Regions from separate parts of the Oryctolagus cuniculus genome. Here region 1 is linked to region 2. Evidence: chromatin contacts called from public Micro-C data. All regions are on one chromosome and are shown on one strand. Each heading gives the region's core, a stretch centred on a gene start, on an enhancer-like site or on the middle of the called end of the contact. The rest is flanking DNA. Distances are from core to core; before and after follow the strand shown. Region 1 overlaps ANKRD46 (ankyrin repeat domain 46). Region 2 holds the start of RNF19A (ring finger protein 19A, RBR E3 ubiquitin protein ligase).

The links. A called contact is a pair of places that touch in the nucleus more often than the background predicts.
Region 1: a contact with region 2 is called in a Micro-C map of ear pinna, with 5 times the contacts expected there. The contact joins the enhancer-like site here to the promoter of RNF19A in region 2. A contact is called at or near these places in 2 of 6 Hi-C or Micro-C datasets (ear pinna and an unstated tissue).

The regions. Positions count from the first base shown.
Region 1 is chr6:126,016,592-126,019,799 of mOryCun1.1, reverse strand. ANKRD46 (ankyrin repeat domain 46) reads left to right here. Exons shown (of 6, transcript XM_070075370.1): 4 at 3,074-3,208. The coding sequence starts at 3,101. Among named protein-coding and RNA genes, the nearest start is that of ANKRD46, 26 kb to the left of the region's middle. Within about 2 kb of position 1,774, at least 3 of the 8 cell types and tissues checked have an H3K27ac peak or open chromatin away from gene starts, as enhancers often do. A contact at or near this core is called in ear pinna, where this site is marked.
Region 2 is chr6:125,791,317-125,794,293 of mOryCun1.1, reverse strand. RNF19A (ring finger protein 19A, RBR E3 ubiquitin protein ligase) reads left to right here and starts at 1,369. Exons shown (of 10, transcript XM_051843960.2): 1 at 1,369-1,623.

The DNA of each region.
Region 1 (3,208 bases), core at 525-3,024, 230 kb before region 2:
CATTAGCCAGCAGGTGATGGCTCGAGTGGTTGGGTCCCTCTGGGAAAGAGCCGGGAGGGCACACAGGGTACTTGTGGGCTCTGCCTGTGCACAGAGGTGTGGCCTGAGCAGGCCCAGCGAAAGCAGGCAGGGGCAGCACCGCGGAGAGGACCGCGGCTGGCCTGGGGCTTGACGTTCCTGCATGTGGAAAAGGAGGGGACAGTCTCAGATTTAAATGCCAGCATCCGAGATAGATTAGAAATAGTCTTTCCTAACTGTACCCTAAGTGGTTTAAATAGAAGTCTTGGCTGCTTTTACTTCTTCCCCCGTTATGAATAGTATTTCATTTCTAAAAAGTGCTTCTGTGGACTAGTCTGGAATCTAGCCTCCATTCATAATGTGAAAACTATGCGTTCTGAATTCCAAACAGTGAGCGAGTTTCAGAGTCCGGTCTGTGCTCCGCGGATGGCACGCGGTTGATCCTTTCCCCTTGGTCTGTGTGCCCGTGCCGTGCTGGCCCGCGAGCAGCTCCTCAGGGAGCCCCTCTGCTCGCCCGCCTGCCGCTGCAGCGCTTGTGGGTGCCTGACTGGGCCTCACCCACGGGTGCCCTGCTGAGCGTCTGTCTCAGCTCCACAGAGCGACAGGTTCTTCACGCCCCCCTCCCCGCCCCCTGTTGGCACTGCACTTCCTGCCGGCCCGTTGCTGGGTGTTTTCGTGGAGGCTTCTTAAGAATTCAGAGAAACTGCCGGGCGGGCGACCGCTGGAGGAAAGATCTAATCTCCAGGCTGACGTGAGTGTTCTCTGCCGTGGGCTTCCTCGCAGCGCGTGAGACCTTCAGTGCACTGTGGTTTGCAGATTCAGTGCTTGATCAGGATGCAGAACGTCGTCTGTCGCCGGGCTCGTTAGATGTGAGGGTAAGGTCAGCAGTTTCTCAAGGACACAAAGCAGCTGACAGAAACACTGCGCCGCTTCTCACCTGAAAAACAGACAGGCAGGCCTGTGTTCTCCCTGAGCCCGCAGTCAGAGACCGGCCTGCAAACCACAGGCGCTCGTAGCTGTGTGTGAATCGTTATCTGTTCTCGCAGAACACACTGTCTCTTGGAAAGCGCTTGATAGCTGGTATCTTCTCCGTGAAAAGGTTTGCGAGAGCTTTGTCTTTCTCACGAGCCAAGCCAGCAACTTCTGGAGGGGAAATGGGGAGACTGCCCTCAACCAAGCAGTCGTTATTTCGGCGTGCAGATCCTCCTCAGTGACTTCGCTCTGTGATCGTTGTGTAACATCCTAATCCGCAGTTTATTTTTACCATGAGCTCTGTAACCCGTAATCATAAGCAGATTTTTCCCTTATTTGGAATCATCCTTAACAGCTCCTCACCCTCCGCAGCCGCTGACTCTGACGCTGCGCTCAGTGTGTCTTCTGTGTTACCGGCCAGCGGCCCCCTTCTGCCTGCCACTGCCTGGGCTCAGCCTCGGCATTTCTCGCCTAGGCTGTGACACTGCCTGCTGATGGGCCTCCCTGCCTCCCGTCTCGCCCCTCTGTGCAGCCGTCCATCTAATGACTTGTAAGACCGTGCTGTGTCCTTGGCGTACAGTCCTTCGGTGCCTCTCACTGACAGTCAAGTGTACGGAGAGGGAATAAAGTCCATTAACAACGCCGTGCCCCTGCTTCCCACAGAGGCCCATGGCAGCCTCATAGTGCAGTGAAAGCAGCCAAGGACACAGGGACAGCAGCTCTGCTGAGAAGCCAGGCGGAGAGGACCAGGGGCCGGGGATCTCAGCAGACTCTGCAGACACGCCTTCCTGAAGCCCCTGGAGGTCAGACGCCAGAGGGCCTTGGTCAGGCGTCCGCTTTCAGCCGTGTTCCCGAGAAGCAGACTTTCCCGATGAGCTGTGCGGGCCCGCCCAGCTGTGACCATGCTTTTGCATTCCTAGGGAGAGGGAGCCATCCCTCAAACTGCGTCAGTCTCCTACCTTCTCTTTGCCTATTTTCTTTCTTTCCAATTTCCTAATAAAGTTTGTCTTGACAAATTTTGACTTGTTCTTTAATGAACCAAGAGAAGAGAGAGGTCCAGTTGTTTGCCCTGTGGTAAGCAGAGTGTTCTGAGAGTTCAGGCATGCCAGTGGGCCAAGTGGTATCAGCGAGAGGTGCGGGCAGACTGGCGAGCCTGCTTGGTGGGCGACAGGAGGCCTCACGGTGACACAGCTGAGGCTGCTGCTCATGTCCTACCTCTGTCTTCCCAGGCATAACTACCTTTCCTCATCGCTCGTCTTCAGACTTCACCTCTCACGTCTTGGCAAAACCATATAATGAGATAGGCACAGGCAATGCACAATAGGATTAATATTGTAAAAAGAAGGATAATCTGAATTGGCTTCTTAATATTTCTAAGTTTTAAATTCAGTTTGTTACTTTGCTTGGCTTTCCTCTTTCTATGAGCACTTGAAATTTAGGCTGCACACACAGTGTTCTGGCGGGTCCGTACTGACAGCAAGCTGTTTGATTTTTTCCATGCAGGTAGTTCTGTTTACCATGCAGAATAGCTTAAGAACAAGGAGAAGCAAATATGTGAAAAGGAATGACTTTGTGTTAAACAGGAATTCCTGCGAGCAGTAGCGTTTATATAAATGTAATTCTTTGAAGTTTAAAGAACAGGTTATGTGTCTTCTGACAGTACTGTAAACTTATCTAAGCAGTGATAACCTGCTTTAAAATTTATCCTATTATTTTATTTGAAAGGCAGAGAGAGAGCGAGCGAGATCTTCAGCCTGCTGGTCCACAACATGTGGGCATCTCAGCCAGGGACATAACCACAGCCCCAGATGCCCACTCCCATTTAAAACTATCTGATCGTTTGACATGGTGAAAAACAAAAGAGAGCTTTACAGTAAATTTACTTGCAATTTTGACTTAGCAGATGTGACGAAAATAAAACACTTTAATGGAAAATAAAATACATGAAACTATCTGGGTTTGGTAACATAATTTATTAGAGGCAGGAGGCCAAGAAGGATAAGATGTCGTGCTTTTGTAGTGCTGTACTCTCCGGGCTTAGCTCGGCTTCCTCAGCTCTCACTCACCTCCTGTTCCATTACAGGCATAGTCCATCTGCCACATCAGAACCATGTCCTACGTTTTTGTAAATGACTCTTCTCAGACGAATGTACCTTTGCTACAAGCGTGTATTGATGGAGACTTCAATTATTCCAAGAGGCTTCTGGAAAGTGGCTTT
Region 2 (2,977 bases), core at 120-2,619:
CAGGAAGCTGGAAAAGGCATCTCTGGAAAATACAACTGTACAGAGTACACAACCATCCTCATTCTGCAGAACTGTCGTCAAAACCCCCTCTCAAGCCAATCTCCATCTGTGCTGAAATGTTGTTTAACATGTTGATATCTTTTCAAGGATTATATTATGTATGGGTACTGTTCCATCAATGTACTATTCTTATACTATCTGTAGGCTTCAAGTATCCCATAAACTGCTGGCTGCCTTCAAATAGCATTTAAAGGTGCATCTATAACAGTTTGAAAATTTCTGACAAATGAAAATAAACAGACCCATAATTACTTCCTTTAAAATTAACGTTCAAAGATACTTGGACCTCAACTGCCTTGCTTGTTCGGTTTTCTAATTGGTAAACATGACTGGGTTACCAACGATACCAACCACGGTCGGAAAGACCATGGCTCCCTGGTTTGTATCTAATTTCAATTAGACATACTAAAACAAGGATTGGAAGGATGATATATTTAGTTAAGAAACAGATGGCGAATGCAGTCTGTCCAGCATCTATCATATTCATTTCTCAGTATTCCAAAGAAGACTGATCTATATCTTGATGAGAAATAAACCAGGAGGAAATGGACCAGGCCCTGACTTTGTTCATTCAATTAAGAAGAATTTATACCAAGTCTTGTGTAAGGTAAAAAAATTAAAGGAGGGGTGTCTGGCAGGCTTAGAAGATAGGTGATGCAACAGTTAAAGCTAGATCAAAGTAATTCAGAAAGTAGCAGAGATCAATGAGCACTGAAATGTGAATTCTCAATGAGCATACGGCTTTGTGAAGTACCAAAATACGGAGTGACAAAGGTGAGTCCAAGGGAGTCTCCACACCCTCGCGCAAGGTGCTACTGTGGCCAAGGGCCATTAAAACTGACCGAGGGCACCTGCGGACGTACCGCGCCCAGAGCAGAACTCTGGGCCACGCAGCGGCCCCGCTCTCCCGGGTGCTGCCAATCAAGCAGGTGAACCGAGAAAGCACAAAAGGAATAAATAACGCCGTGCGAAAAGCCAGGAGCCGGCATCCTTCGCTCTGACAGCTCCAGCCATCCCCACCTGTCCTCGCAGGAGGGCGGGGAGACGCTGCCCCACAGCCCAGCCCACTCAGGGCGAATCTCTGCACGCGGCAGGGCGGGTGACTGCCCGGCCGCCCAGGTGCAGCCAGCGAAACGGTGCGCGGGCGTCCGGCGAACGCTCGACCAAGTCCCAGAGCCGCCCGCGGCGGGCCGGGTGGGCGTGACGCCATGACGCAAGGCACGTGGGTGGCGCGCCGAGGCGGGGCGGGGCGGGGCGGCCGGGGGGCGGGGGCGAGAGGAAGAAGTGGGAGGAGGAGGCGGGGAAAGCGGGGGCTGAGGGAGGGGGAATGGCAGTTGTGGTGCTGGTTCACCCCAGCAGCCTTCCAGCCAGAACTGCGGAGGAGGTCTGGGGAGCGGCCGTCGGGCCCCGGTCCCTCCGCTCTCCCCGCCCCGGCTGAGAGGCGCCGCTCGCCGCTGAGGGACCCCCCGCACCCGCAGCGCTTCCTCGGGTTCCTGCCGTCGCTCGGGGGAGATGGGCCTGCTCGCCCGCAGCTCTGCGTCGCCGCCGCTCTGAGGAGTTAAGGTACGGCGGGCACCGCAGGAGGTTGCACCCGGGAGCGGGCAGGGTGGCTCCGGTTTCCGACCCGACGAGCTCTGGCCTCGCGCCCTTCCCCGGGACGAAAATGGATTCGGAAGCCCCGGGACTTGGGGGTGGGGGGCGAGAAGGCGCCCCCTTCGGCGCCCTGCGAGAGGGGCTGGGGCCGCGGCCAGCCGGCCCGGGGCGTGGGGGGGGGGGGGACTCGGGGCCTCGAGGGTCAGGCCCAGGACTGGCCCCTGGGTTGGCTGCGCTGGCCGGGGCGGAGCCCGGGTGTCTGTGGAGCGGGCAGCCGGCCCGGCAGTGTTGTGACTGCCGAGGCGGTGCTCCCCTGGAGCACTCGCCCAGCCCCTGAAGCTGGCGAGACCGGAGGGCGGCTGCCCCGGCGGGGCGGCGGGGGCGGAGCGCATTCCTGACGGGTGAAATCGGCTCTAACGGGACCGGCTTCCGGGCCTGGCTTGCACATTCGGGGGGCCGGGGAGGTCGGCCCCCCAACGCCTGGGGCTGTTGGGCAGGAAAGCCGGGAGCCGGGGCGGGTTGGTCCGAGCAAGCTACACCCCCGGTGAACCGTGGTGTGTGGCTCCGGGATCTTCCGGGCTTGTCTTCCCCTGGACCTTCGTCTGGGTGTTCCCGGCCCGCACCCAGCAAGTAATGCCCCGACTTTGCATTTCCAGCTTTTATCAGCTGGGTTCCACCCTGCCCTCGCCCCCCACCTCCAGCCCCACCCTTTCCACCGATGGACCGTGGAAAAAGAAGTTTAGGGTTCGTTAACCTCGCGTCAAGGGCAGTACATAGAAGAAGGAAGAGAGTGGCGGAGGCTAGGTCTGTGGGAGAGAGGAAGGTGGACTTTTTCCCCCGTTGGCCTTCGGAGGTAGAAATACATGAAGGATGCTTGCTTACTCTGCTTAATATTGGCTGTTCAAAATGTGGCAGAATGTTCTGTTACGTTGACGTTGGAAAGGGCATCCCCAGGTGTTGGCCTTAAATGTTAGTAAACAGTGGAGGCGAAAAGCTGCTGCTGTGAAATGTTTGTGATCTTTTCTTTCCTTTCTCTCTCTCTCTCTCTCTCTTTTTTTTTTTTTTTTTTTTGGTAAGAACATGGCTGTCTTTCTATTGTTTTCTTGGCTGCTTTTCTTATTTTAACCTAGATTCATTGACCGTATTGGCTCGATTAAACCTGATGGTATGCCCAAGTTTTCAGCTTTGCCTGTAACCATATCAGCGCACATGTTAATCACTTCTCTTTATAATTCAAGCCGCTACCGCATTTGCCTGTTAATGCGTCTTTAATGCTGAACTGTCTGAATCAAATAAAAATCTACATATTTTTCTTTATATAGAA